Regions from separate parts of the Mus musculus genome. Here regions 1 and 2 are each linked to region 3. A link is a contact called in public Hi-C and HiChIP or PLAC-seq data. All regions are on one chromosome and are shown on one strand. The core of a region is the stretch at or near the end of the contact, and the rest is flanking DNA. Distances in the headings are between cores, read along the strand shown.

Evidence for each region. A called contact is a pair of places that touch in the nucleus more often than the background predicts. HiChIP or PLAC-seq counts read pairs in DNA pulled down with a chosen protein or histone mark.
Region 1: a FOXA1 HiChIP or PLAC-seq map of pancreatic cancer cells shows a contact between it and region 3. The contact joins two enhancer-like sites. A contact is called at or near these places in 1 of 484 Hi-C or Micro-C datasets (psoas muscle) and 2 of 115 datasets of contacts at active chromatin or transcription factors (heart atrium and pancreatic cancer cells).
Region 2: a contact with region 3 is called in a Hi-C map of the C2C12 cell line, with 1.9 times the contacts expected there. The contact joins two enhancer-like sites. A contact is called at or near these places in 2 of 484 Hi-C or Micro-C datasets (the C2C12 cell line and the HL-1 cell line).

Annotation. Positions count from the first base shown.
Region 1 is chr3:21,983,746-21,987,801 of GRCm38.p6, reverse strand. No RefSeq gene overlaps it. Among named protein-coding and RNA genes, the nearest start is that of Gm31813, 21 kb to the right of the region's middle. Within about 2 kb of position 1,546, at least 104 of the 459 cell types and tissues checked have an H3K27ac peak or open chromatin away from gene starts, as enhancers often do. A contact at or near this core is called in pancreatic cancer cells, where this site is marked.
Region 2 is chr3:21,835,171-21,839,245 of GRCm38.p6, reverse strand. No RefSeq gene overlaps it. Among named protein-coding and RNA genes, the nearest start is that of 7530428D23Rik, 36 kb to the right of the region's middle. Within about 2 kb of position 1,770, at least 17 of the 459 cell types and tissues checked have an H3K27ac peak or open chromatin away from gene starts, as enhancers often do. A contact at or near this core is called in the C2C12 cell line, where this site is marked.
Region 3 is chr3:21,266,673-21,270,846 of GRCm38.p6, reverse strand. No RefSeq gene overlaps it. Among named protein-coding and RNA genes, the nearest start is that of Gm31610, 220 kb to the left of the region's middle. Within about 2 kb of position 2,331, at least 48 of the 459 cell types and tissues checked have an H3K27ac peak or open chromatin away from gene starts, as enhancers often do. A contact at or near this core is called in the C2C12 cell line and pancreatic cancer cells, where this site is marked.

The DNA.
Region 1 (4,056 bases), core at 297-2,796, 720 kb before region 3:
GGGCTGCATATTCAGTCAAGCATTATTTTAGATGTTTCTGTAACATCTTTGGGTGAGATTAACATGAAAACCAATGGATTCTTTGTGCAGCAAGAATACTTTTTATGACATGGTGGGTTCCGTCTAGTCAGCTGAAGGTCTTACTAAAGACTGATGCTGACCCGAGAAGTTTAGATTTAGTAAGGCCCCATAATCACGTGCATTAGTTCCTGAGGAGATACTTACTCCTCTAACCCTCATCTGTAGGAGGTTCAGCTCGCTAACTTGGAAGCTCTTTCTACAGTCAACCATAATGTAGAGATTGTTCCAGCAAGAGTTCTGAAATCAGGAAAAATACAACAACAACAAATTTAAATGCCCAAATATCAGAGGCTATTTATTTTATTCAGTCCTTTCCCTTGTTTTAAATCAGGGTCTCAAGTTGTCTGGTTTCCTTTGATATTTCTATATAGTTTAGGATGACCTTGCAGATATGTGCCACCACAATCCCTTTACACAGTGCTGGGGATTGATCCTAGGTCTTTGTGCTCATTCGACAAGTACTCTGCCAACTGACATACATCCCTCAGCCCTCATCATCAGCTTTTGACACAGAATTTTTGGCAGGGTACCTGTTGGCTTGGTACAGAATGTGTCTGTCCCCTGAGCCAACATCTTCTTAAAATGGCAGACGAAAATAAACCCAGCTGAGTTGGAGATAGTCATCCTGGCAACCACACATCTACTTTTTCCTGGAACATCAACTCTTAGGCAAGGACTATTTGCCTCTGTGCTAACTCAGGACCAGGACCAAGTCCTAGAGAACACCCCGTACCTCTGATGACTCTGAGAATGGACTCTGCCAGTGTAAGTGACTGGACTTGGCTTGGAACTCAGTGTTTTCTCAATTGCAGATCTTCACAAAGCTTGTGTTAATTGTTCTCCTACAACAGATAAGCCTAAGGTGTCCTGTTTAAGGAAATGTTCCTCTTTGAAAAAACTGCCTGTACTATAAACCCCTCCCTGAGGGGAGGACGAGAAATGTGCCCAGCTCCAAGATGTGGCCAGACAGCATTGTACAGCCTGGTAACTCTAGTCAGCCCCACCTTCAAGGATCCAAGTTCAGCAGAGGTGAAGAGTGCTTTCGTTCTGGTCACTCATTCACCAGGGGAAGCTGGACACCATCCGGTGAACCTGGTCTTGTGAAATCAGACAACCTAATTGCCCTTTACAGCTTGGTAAATGATATACTCCAACTGTGAGGGCTAAAGTTATATTTTAAGTTTTAATTCCTGTGCTGAAGGGATCTATAAAACAAAAATGTCTCTAACCTATAATGCAGATAACTTTCTCTGCCCACGGACAGATAACTTCCTGGATTCTGGGGGCTACTATTCATGCAAGATAACAAGCCATGAAAATGTTTTCACTTCTGTAAACAAGGTTGGTTGCTTCAACTTCTCAGGATGTCCTTAATCACATGGACCAGGAAGTACATAGGCAGGATGTATGCTTACCCCCAAGGCAGCAAATACACAGCCTTGTAGGTTGTGCCTTTATAATCACCAGATTAGCACAGTGTGAGGCCGTTTTCTGGGAATCCTGAGTATGGATCTGGGTAGAGTCCATAGTCTTGGCCAGCATTTAATAAAACTTACTTTAATTTTGGCTCAAAAATTGGGATAATGGTCCTATTCTCTCCCAGTAGGATCAACAGTAGGGCTCATAAAAGTTAATCCAGACCCAGGCTTCCAAGCTGATACCCTGGGTGATGAGCAGAGTGTCTAGTTGTCTAGCTGTGGATAGGACAAAAACCCTCAGAGGTTTCTACACCACTCTTGGAATCTTTGGAGAGGCCTTATATGCTGCCTCAGTAACTTAAGTGCTGGGACGGGGCATATAACTCAGTTGTAGAGTGCTTGCTTTGCATTCACGAAGCGCTGGCATCTGTCTCGGCACCATGTAAGTAAGGAACTGTAACACATTCTTGTGATCCTCTAATTTTGGAGGTAGAGGAAGAAGAATCAGTGTTCTTGGTTCTCCTCAACTATGTAATTAGAAGGGTCATCTAGGCCTAGGTAATACTCACTAAACTAAAAACCAAGGCAAATAACAACAACGAAAACCAACACAGATTCCATACACATCGGAAAAGCAGACTCTGGAGAGATTTCTAGAATGTTCTCCAATTTGGTTCATTCTCCAGGTTTTTGTTCTGTTTTGTTTTGTTTTTTACTTTCCAACTAATGAAACTATTTTATGTTGACAGCTAAAGTGGTTGGCTTTAGTGATTTTTTTTTTATTTCTTTTGGGTTGTTGAGCTTTGATCTTCCTCTTGGGGTATGACTTACAGTGGGCAGTGGCACCGTACTCTCAGTTTGTGGTCAGCCTGGGATCACAAATGTGAGCAACCAATACTCTCCAGCATGGTTGCTTAGCTGGTTTGTCCAGTAGGTGATGGGTGTTAAGTGATATTTTCATCTACTGAGGGGCTTATCAGGATATGATCTCATTGTGGTTGAGTAGCATCGTTAATTGTTTTGAAAACACTATTAACTATGGATTCCTTAAGACTTAATCTGTGTCAATTTATTTACATATGTTGCCTGTTTAAATCTTAACACATTTCACATCCAGTAGTCTTATTCCCCTAGAATCAGCAAAAAAGCAATGGTGTTACATAGCCACAATACCAGAATCATTATTCACTCTCTGTCGTGTGTGTGTGTGTGTGTGTGTGTGTCCTTATGCAGAGGCCAGAGAAGAGTATAGTATGTCTTTCTCTGATGGTTTCAGTTCCTTGAGACACTGTCTCCCACTGAACCAGAAGATTAGCATTTAGTTGGAGTTGCCTGGCCAATGAACTTTCAGAATCTGCCTGTCTCTACCGTGCAAAGCTGAGGGTATACAAGAGAGCAGCCAGCCATGCCTGGCTTTTTACTTGCATGTTGGAGATTTGATCTCAGGTTTTCATTCTTGCAAAGCAGGAGCTCTTAGCCATTGGGCCTCTTGAGAGGCATTATTTAAAATCAGGAGTACCTGCTACCACTACTCACATGTTGGAATCCTGCTCCCTGAAAGGCAGTGTCTGGGTCATTTCCCTGGTTTACCTTGAAGGTAAACTGCAGCCAGGGCAGTTTTACCAGGGGAAAGTAGGAGTGGGTGGAAGGTCCACTTTTTTTTCCTTGGAAAGATTCTGCAGCTCTGTATGGAAATCAAGAATGCAGGAAATAAGAATAACTGAATTTTGAGTCATCTTTGGTAAGCACTGTGTCAAATTTTAAATGGCAAGAAGCTAGCTGGGGAAGAACACAGTATTTTTAGAAGCTGAAATTTATTTTAACCAAACAAGTTAAAGAGCATGTGTTACATCTCCACTCCTGCTAGGATCTTTCAGATGACTCCTGCTGTGTTTTAAGAAAGAAACTGCTTAATGAAACTTACTATTTTGTAGGGTAACTAAAAAGGTTAATAATGGGGAAAAAAGGAAAGCTGTTCCTTCCATTAAGAACTGCAAAGTTGTTTTATTTTGCTTAACATTTCTTTATTCAGTGTGTGTTTGGAACAGCAGGGGGTGGGGAGGCTCTTGTTGGCTGGAGCACCTGAGCAGAGGTCAAGGGACCTCTGCTGCCTCTTTCTGCCACGTGGGCTCTGGGTATTGGAAGCGCTGTTGTACAACAAATCACCTTGCCAGCCTTGCTTGGATGTTTTTGAAAGTCACCCAAATTCTTTAGTCAAGTAGTAATGAGAAAATAAGCTTCATTTATTATTTACTTAGAATGGAATCACCAGAAATTGCATAGTTACTGCTGACTTGAATCTTTCCAGCTAGATATTTAAATAGATGGACTATATAAAAATGGTATTATGATACAAATGTTCTGCCACAGTTGATAGAATACTTGCCTGGCACATACAAAGGTCTGTGTTTGATCTTCAGCACTACGTATACCACACATGGTGTGCATGCCTGTAATCCTAGCACTCTGAAGGTTCACACAGGAAGATCAGAAGTTCAGTCATCTTTAGCTACATAAGGCTTCATGAGACACTATCCCAAAAGGAGGAAAAATTACC
Region 2 (4,075 bases), core at 521-3,020, 570 kb before region 3:
CACCAAGTGTTAAGAAGCAGAGGTGAGTGAGCCTGTGATCCTCAGGCTTTCTACCTGCAGTTGCCAAGAAAGAGTGACTAAAGGGAGATGGGGGTCTCAGCAAAGACAGGTAGCTCCTTTGAGCCAATAAGATGAAGTGGAGAGGAGCTGAGGTGGAATTTTCAGCGTTGGTGATCTGGAGAGGGGGTATACCAGGAACCAGTGAAGCACTCCGCAGGAATGTGTAGCTGAGTGCTGACCCATGATACATCATCTTCAGGCTGGGGATAGATCCACCTAGAGGGGAGGAATGAATAGCCTGGAAAGGTCTGTATTATTCCGGGCCTACTGCTTGGAAGCTCAGGACTCGTGGGGCAAGCTGGATAGCACACAGAGGGATTTTCCTTGGTGACCGGGCAAAGGTAGTTAGTTCCTGAGAAACAATAACTAAAAGGAAATGTGTACTAAAACGACCACAAATTGCAATATGTGGACAAACATGAGACTCCCCCTTCCTTAGTTTAGAGTCTCAAGAAAATAGTCAAGGAGTAGGGGTGCAACTGAAATGGTAGAACATTTGCCTAGCAAAGGCATGTACAGGGCATGTACAGGACCTGTTCAAGGCTCCATTCCCAGCACTGCTCACCAACAAAATGTAACTGGCTGCTTGCAGTTACACAAATATCACATATTATTGTGGAATTAAGAACAAATATCTGACATCAAAATGGTGTAAAACCTGGAAACAGAAGATCGGAAGGATACCATCACCACATCCTTGTACCACATGTGAACTTGAGCTCAGAACTGGTTCATTGCCAATGAGTGTACACAGGGATGTAGTGACATTTGAGGTGGCCCAACTCTGTAAAGTGTATTTACAAATGTCACTTACAAAGAGGATAAGGGAATACTTTAGAGAAGGTATTTGCTAGAAGAAAGATGCAGTTTGAATGAAAATGGCTCCATAGAGTCAGAGGAAGTGGCATTATTGCAGGTGTGGTTTTGTTGGAGTAGGTGTGGCCTTGGAGAAAGTGTGTTAACTGGTGTGGGTTCTGAGGTTTCAGATGCTCAAGGTAGTCCCAGTTTCATTGTTTCTCCCTACTGCCTATAGATCCAGGTAGAGAGCTCTCAGGTACCTCTTCAGCACCAGGTCTGCCTACATGCCACCATGATTCCCACCAGGATGATAACACAGTAAACCGCTAATGGTGAACTTTCTATCCCTGTGGAACTCTTTCTTCCTTAAGTTGGCTTTGGTCCTGGTGTTTTATCACAGCAACAGAAAGGTAACCAATACAAACACTGAGCCTGTGGCTCTACAAGTGATAAAAATTCTCCATGTGTAATTAGAAGCTAGCCAGTTCCCTGTGGCACTTTCAGTGATTCTTGGGGTAACAGTAGGAAAAGGTGACTTTGTTTGGGTTCTCACTGAGGCTTCAGAGGAGAAGAAAACACGTTTATTTCCCCTGTGGACAGGCTGCTTATTTGTCTGCCACAGCTGCTGGTGGAAAATGATAAAACTCATTTCCATCAGGCGATATCTGGAACACTCAGGTCAGTTGAAGTTCAACAGAACACATTAGCTCATCATCGACATCCACTTGGGTCAAGGAGGTTTTAACTTTGGAAATTGAGATTACAGGATGGTCTATGGTGACTCCTGAAAAGCATCAAACTTTTGAAAGTTTAGGGGAAGCAATTATTATAAACAAGCACACAACATTTCATGCATTACATCATAGAAGCCACAACTGAAAATGCAGATGGAGAACCACAGCAGCTGCACAAACATGACTCAGTAGTTTTAAACTGTGCCACTCCTGCTAATTGTTCAAACCAAAGACCCTAATCCATAGGAAATCACACTCAGTGACACAGAGGCAGTGTTAGTACTTTTCTGTGTGGTATATGTTCATATGTGCGTGTCTGTAGGAAAGAGATTTATGTTAGGTGTCCTCTAGTACTGTCTACTTTTTTACTTATTGACTGATTGATAGATTGAACTAATTGAATGCATATGAGTGCTCATACATATGTATGTGCCTATGGAGGTCAGAGGACAACTTTGGGTGTTGGGTCTTACCTTCTACCTTGTTGGTTCTGGAGGCTTCTGTCAGGTGTGAAACTTGGAGGAGTTTGCTGAACCATTGTACTGACATATTTTGAGCCATATTTTCTCGCTGAGCCTGGAAGTCACTGAGTCAATTAAACTGACTGACCAGCAAGCTTCAAGAGTTTGGGAGGTCTGTAATGCAATCCTTAGCATTGGATTTACAGAGTAGTGTTTTATGGGGATCTGAACTCAGTTCCTCACAGGTATGCATCATGTACTTTACCATCAAGGCCTATACTTAGTGTCTTTCCTGGCCCCTTCCACCAGCCCACTCCTGAGACCCTTGCTCTGGGAGGGGTTACCTTACCAGCCCCACCTGAGAGCCTTGAATCTGATGATAAAGGACACACACTCAGCTTGCTACTTTTCAGCTTGCCTTTTGTGGCACAATTGCTGGGCACAGATACCTCCTGCCTGGAAATGTGTGCCCTTATCAATTTATCATCTCCATCTCTCCTTCCACCCTAAATTTAGTGGTTTGTTTCAGCTAGCCCTCTGACAATATCCTTGGACCCTGTCCTTAATGGAGACTGCAGGCCTCAGCTGCCCCAAGACCTTACATGACTGCTGTTTTCTTCTCATTCCAATGCATGGCAGAAAAAGCCCCTCTCTTTTTCCCTGCATTTCCCACTTCTCTTGGGACCCAGAAGAAAAATGTACCCACCTGTACCTTCCTCCCAGCAATTAGCTCTTGGTCTTCTTTATTGATAAATCAAGAACCAATTAGGGAACTATATCAGTACACTCACCTGCCAACTTTAGGACTTGCTGGGCTTCTCTAGAGTAGAACCTATGTGTTGTTGGCCTATACTTCCCTAAAAGTGACTTCTGTTACTTAGGTTGTTGCTTAGACCCATCCTCAACTATGCCCAGCACTAACTGATGAACTGACTCTCAGAGAGAGGTGTGACCAGTCGAGCAGGGATGTCCAGATACAATTCATGTGTAAGGGGAATTGATATGGCAGCAAGGTGTTTTATTTGAGACCTCTGAGATATTGCTAGTCTTTTCATACATTCACGTACCTTTGTGGAAATAAATGAAAATAACGGGAAGGGAACTCTTCTGGGACAGTTTTATCGGTTACTCAAACCAATTCCATGAAAAGGGACTTGTAAAATGGTCCAAGTGTGATGCCTTGCTGCCCAAAGCACTGAATGAGTTCTTTGAACTTAAGAAGACCTAGACTAAGATTCCATCTTTCGTATATTTACTATTCTAACCTTTTATGCTAGTAATCTTTTTCCTTTATAATCATAAGGGCTTACATTTGACATTTATTTTCAATCATCCTGTAATGACTCTAAAACTGAAATACCCCTTGCCTACCAGAATCATGTTTGGAACCTCCAAACCTGGATTACTATTGCCTGGCCATGCCAGCATACAACGTGCCAACTGCTTCCTTGGCATGCTCTTGAGTTCTGTTTGTTCTTACATGAATCCACAAAGACAGAGCTCACAGATGTTCCAAAAGGGAAAGCTGAGGGTGAGGGTTGCTAAATGATTCATTAGGTCATTGCTCTAGCAGAAAGCTCCAGTACTTAAAAACACATTTCAGAAGAATCTAGTAAAAGGGAGGCCATTAGGAAATGGTGAGGTTAGATTTATTTAGGGGCCATTTGAAACCAAGAAAATAGAACATCTCTTGAGCAGTATGTTCTGAAGGACACCAAACCATAGAAATCATTTGGGAAATTTCTAGAACTTAGTAAATTTGTATGAAGACATATGGAAAGGAAACTTTTATTTGAGAATATGTGATATTGACTTTCAGTCAGGCAAGTATGTAACATATACTTGATTTAACACGAAGGGCCTTAATTTATATAATTCTGGATTAGGGATTTTTAGTGTTTTGTAGCTAGCTAGGCATTGCTACCAGGAAATGTAGTTAGATGAAAACAAACTTAAAACCTATGATCTCAATTTTAAGTTTCATTTATCTGAGTATTATTTATTTATACTGAGAAAACATTT
Region 3 (4,174 bases), core at 1,082-3,581:
AGGAAAAATGCTTTTCTGTAAATATTCTCTATATTCTCACAAACTTCTGAGACTTTGGGGTCAAAAATCAGGGCAAAATTTGTGTTAATTACACACCAACACACATGAGAAATGATTTTATTCATCCACGGGACCCTCAGAACTATTGTGATTCTCTCTGGAAAGTTTCTTTAGTGTACCCCTATGATTTTCTCTCAAATCCTCTTCTACAGACCTGAAAACAGTGCGTGGAAAGCCCACATTTGCTATGGGCATTCTGTTACTGTGATAGAGCAGCCACTGAATTAATTCAGTTGGCATTCAGGTAGGCTCTATGCCCTTCAAGACTTATTTTATTTGTGAATGTAACACCATAAGTGACCCAAATCATATACTATAAACGTCTTGGGTGTAAGTAGAATAGTTTCTGAGAAAGCATGACGACCTGAGTTCAATCCAAACTAGTCATGTCAAAACTAGAGAATGGAGTTGAACACTTGTAATCCTAGCACTGGGGAGGCTGAGACAGGAGTCAATTTAGCCAAATTAGTGAGCTACTTTCAGTGAGAGACCCTACTATAAAAAGCAAGATATATAGAGAGACTGAAGAAGACACTGGGAACCAACCTCTGATGTCCATACACATACACATGTACACATGTTCATCTTTAAAAAACACATTAGCATGCACATGTATACACACACACAGACACACACATACAACTTGTGATAGCACATCTGAATAATTTAAATGTTCAATTATTTTCAAAGTGAAAGTTTGCACACTTCCTATTGAGTGAGATGACTTAATCAACAAATTCCTTGAGATTATTTTAATAATTAATCTGAATTATCACGTGGAAATTTTGTTTTACTTTTTACGTGTCTATTTTCTTTGAAGTTCAAGCATACTGCTGGAACACCAATTAGAAGAAAATTGGATGTTATTTAATACAAATTAATATTGTTGAAGTTGTGCAGTTTCAACACTTAGTAGCCTGTGACTGGAGAACTACTATGAATTCTGGGATAGCTTAGACAATTACCTGCCAATCAGAGGCACAGCAAGACTTGGTCTCAAAGAAAAAAAAATCTCCTCATCCACTAACAACAAAAATCTGTATATGGTTTACTCTGATTGGCCATGACAAACAAAAGGCAAAGGTGATTGAAATTCCATCTCTCTGTGATAATGGAACCCAGGCCGACAAATCTCAGTTCAGAAGTCATGTCACTTTCTAGGTCACTAGCCAATAATTAAAGTCCTTAGAGTCTGAGGAGAAGGCTCCCAGAGGGAGACTGGAGAGGCACTACAGACCCTCTTCTAGCTGCTCTCTATCCCAGTTTTCTCCTCTCAATATGAATTGGCGAAGCAGAAGCAGCCCAGTTCCATTGTGTAATCTTCCCCAGGAAAACCTCAGAGAATGTGTTTATGGGAACATGAGAACTGTTAATGAGGTTGAGAGGGGAACAGGCAAGATAGAGAGAGTAGTCGAGGGGTGAAAAGAGCTATCGTATCCCTAGAAATCACTGAGGTGACTGCTATGTCACCTACATCAAAGGCATACATGATATTGTGCTTGGCAGTCCACCTTTGGTCCTTGGCATGGCTCAATACCACTCACTGATGGAGTCTGGCACAGGATTCTCAGGGCCATTTGGTTTTCATGACTTTTTTGATGATGAGACTTGGAATTGCTGAAGCCCTGCATGGGTCTGGGGTCAGTATGTGCTTGCATTAACAGCCCTGATTCCTCGCTGCTAGGTTTCCACAGTATGTATGTGTCTCTCAAATGGCAAGCACACAAAGACTCAAAGAGAGCACACACTGTACTTATAAACAGAAGTAAACAGAGCACAGGCTGGCTAAAATTTCATCTTATGACACTGAGAATGTTCTAAGTTTATAGTTTAATGTACAGAATGTACAAAATGTTAAGAAGCAGATTAAAGTAGTCTTGGCAGGCCTGAGATTTAGATTTCCCACCATTTGAACAGAGCAAGGTTAGAAAGGCGAGGGCTTCTCTTTTACTGATTCTTTCATAATATTCACACTGTTCTCCTTTCACAGTCTAATGCGTCTGTCCCTCATGATGTATCCCAACTGTTTGTTAGGGCCACTGTCATACAGAAAGCGTGGAAGAGTGAAGAAAGGCCTGATTGATCACAAGGTCCTATCAGATGTCAAAGCTGGCTCTGGATGACCTCGCATCAACCCAGAGCTGCCTGATTTGATCTTTACAGGAGCGGCTTCTCCTGGCTGGCAGTTCTATCTGGAAGCCATGCGTCAGCACTGAGCTATGACCTGAGTCATGCTGCATTCATCTTATCTGAAGGAAGGAAATAAAACTAGAGGGTTGAAAGAGGGGAGTGCTCAAAATACATACACATTAACTGAAGCCTTCTGTGTGGGTGCATTCTAGGAGCTTGAGCAACATTAAAAATGATATGAAAATGTAACTATCTTGACTCCAGTGGTATAGCATGGAAATGTGCCTCCCTCTACTGCCCCTCAGTCCTCGCCTCTTTCTTCCTGCCTCTGTTTCTAGCAACCTCATAACCTCATGCAGCTGATCTCAACAAGGCTCAATGGGAAAGAGGAGAACATTTCATAAATTTTCTAGTATCTTTAGAAATGCTGCCTTTAAGAATATCACCAAATCTTAATAATCTGCATGGTAGTTAGTGGTTGAAGACACAGAGCAGATAAACATGTTGCTAGACAACTGCAGCTCGATGCTTATCACCATTGGATCAATGGAAATCCATCTTTCAAAAATTACAAAAAAATCATCAAAACTCAAAATTTGGGAGAAAGTATTATACCAATCATGACACATTGATGTCATATGAATTTGTACATTTTTTATTTAATTCTACTTTTCTTTGCAGAAATTTGAACATGGAGCTTCACATGTGCTAGGTATATCAAGCTAAACTTCCAGCTTTGTGCTTTGTTTTCAATATATTTTCTAATGCTCTAATTACTTCTATTGGCCTTTTAAGAGAATCACCCACACTAGAAACTAAACAAAAGATTACTTCCTTAGTTATTTGTTATAAAATAAACTTAGAAAACTATGTTATTTTCTAAAGGTGCCCCTAAGCCACAGTGCGGACATTCATTCTAGGCTTCACCAAAGAGTTAAGTAGGCCTGGCCTGCTATAAAAAGGGCTGTATACCCCCTGCTTGTGCTCTGTGACCTTTCTCTCCCTCGGACTCTCTTCTTTCCCTTACCCATTTCTCCTTCTCTCCCCTCCCCCCTCATGTTCCTGGCTGCCTGCTTCTTCCCCTTCCCCTTCCCCTTCCCCTTCCCCTTCCCCTTTCCCCTCCCCCTCCCCCCTCTCTCTTTCTCTCTCTGTCTCTACTCTTTTCTCTGTCTTTACTCTTTTCCCATGCCCCATTCTACACTATACCCATCCTATGGCTGGTCCCTCGGGGAGAGGTTGATGCTTCAGCAGGGGCCCACTGGGGCACCCTTCCCACTTCACTATACTGTGTTCTACAAAACATATACTTGCCTTTTTATAAAACACAACATTTGGTGCCAACACTCAGATTTACAAACTTGCAAGTTCATATTTTCCAACGCAACATGGACTTTCTAGCCAGTGGATCGGTAGACCTCCATCCAAACAGTGGTAAATTGGTAAGCTTCACTACCCATTCCTCAGCATAAATGACCCCTGGTTGCAAGGAGGGCTTTTGGGCTCTCAGCCACTCTCTGGTGTCTTTGAGGATGAAGGTATTCACAGTTATGACTGGCCTTCTAGCTGACTCCTCATTTTAGGATCCTTTCCCCTGGGTGAGAGTTTTCTCTCTCCTTGAGGCGGTTTATTTATTGCTCCTGGGAAATCTTAAGCCTAGGTGCACCGTTCTCTCAATGCCACAAAAGTTCAGCCCGGACTTCATCACATGAAGACCCGATGATTTGGCCTGTGTTGCCACTGTTTCTAGTAATTAATTTATCCTCAGGATGCAGGTAGGGATAATATTTATAATTTCTACTCTCACCTAAAAGGAAAAGCCTTTGCTGCTACTTCTAGGTTCCCTACCGGGATGCCTCCCAGCCTTAAAGTCTTCCGAATTCACAGGCTAAATTGGGGCCCAGTACCCATGAGCTATAACTCTAAGTAGCTGCATAATGGCGGGCGCTGAAACGCCTTATTTCCCCACCCTCCGCTTTTTGCCCCT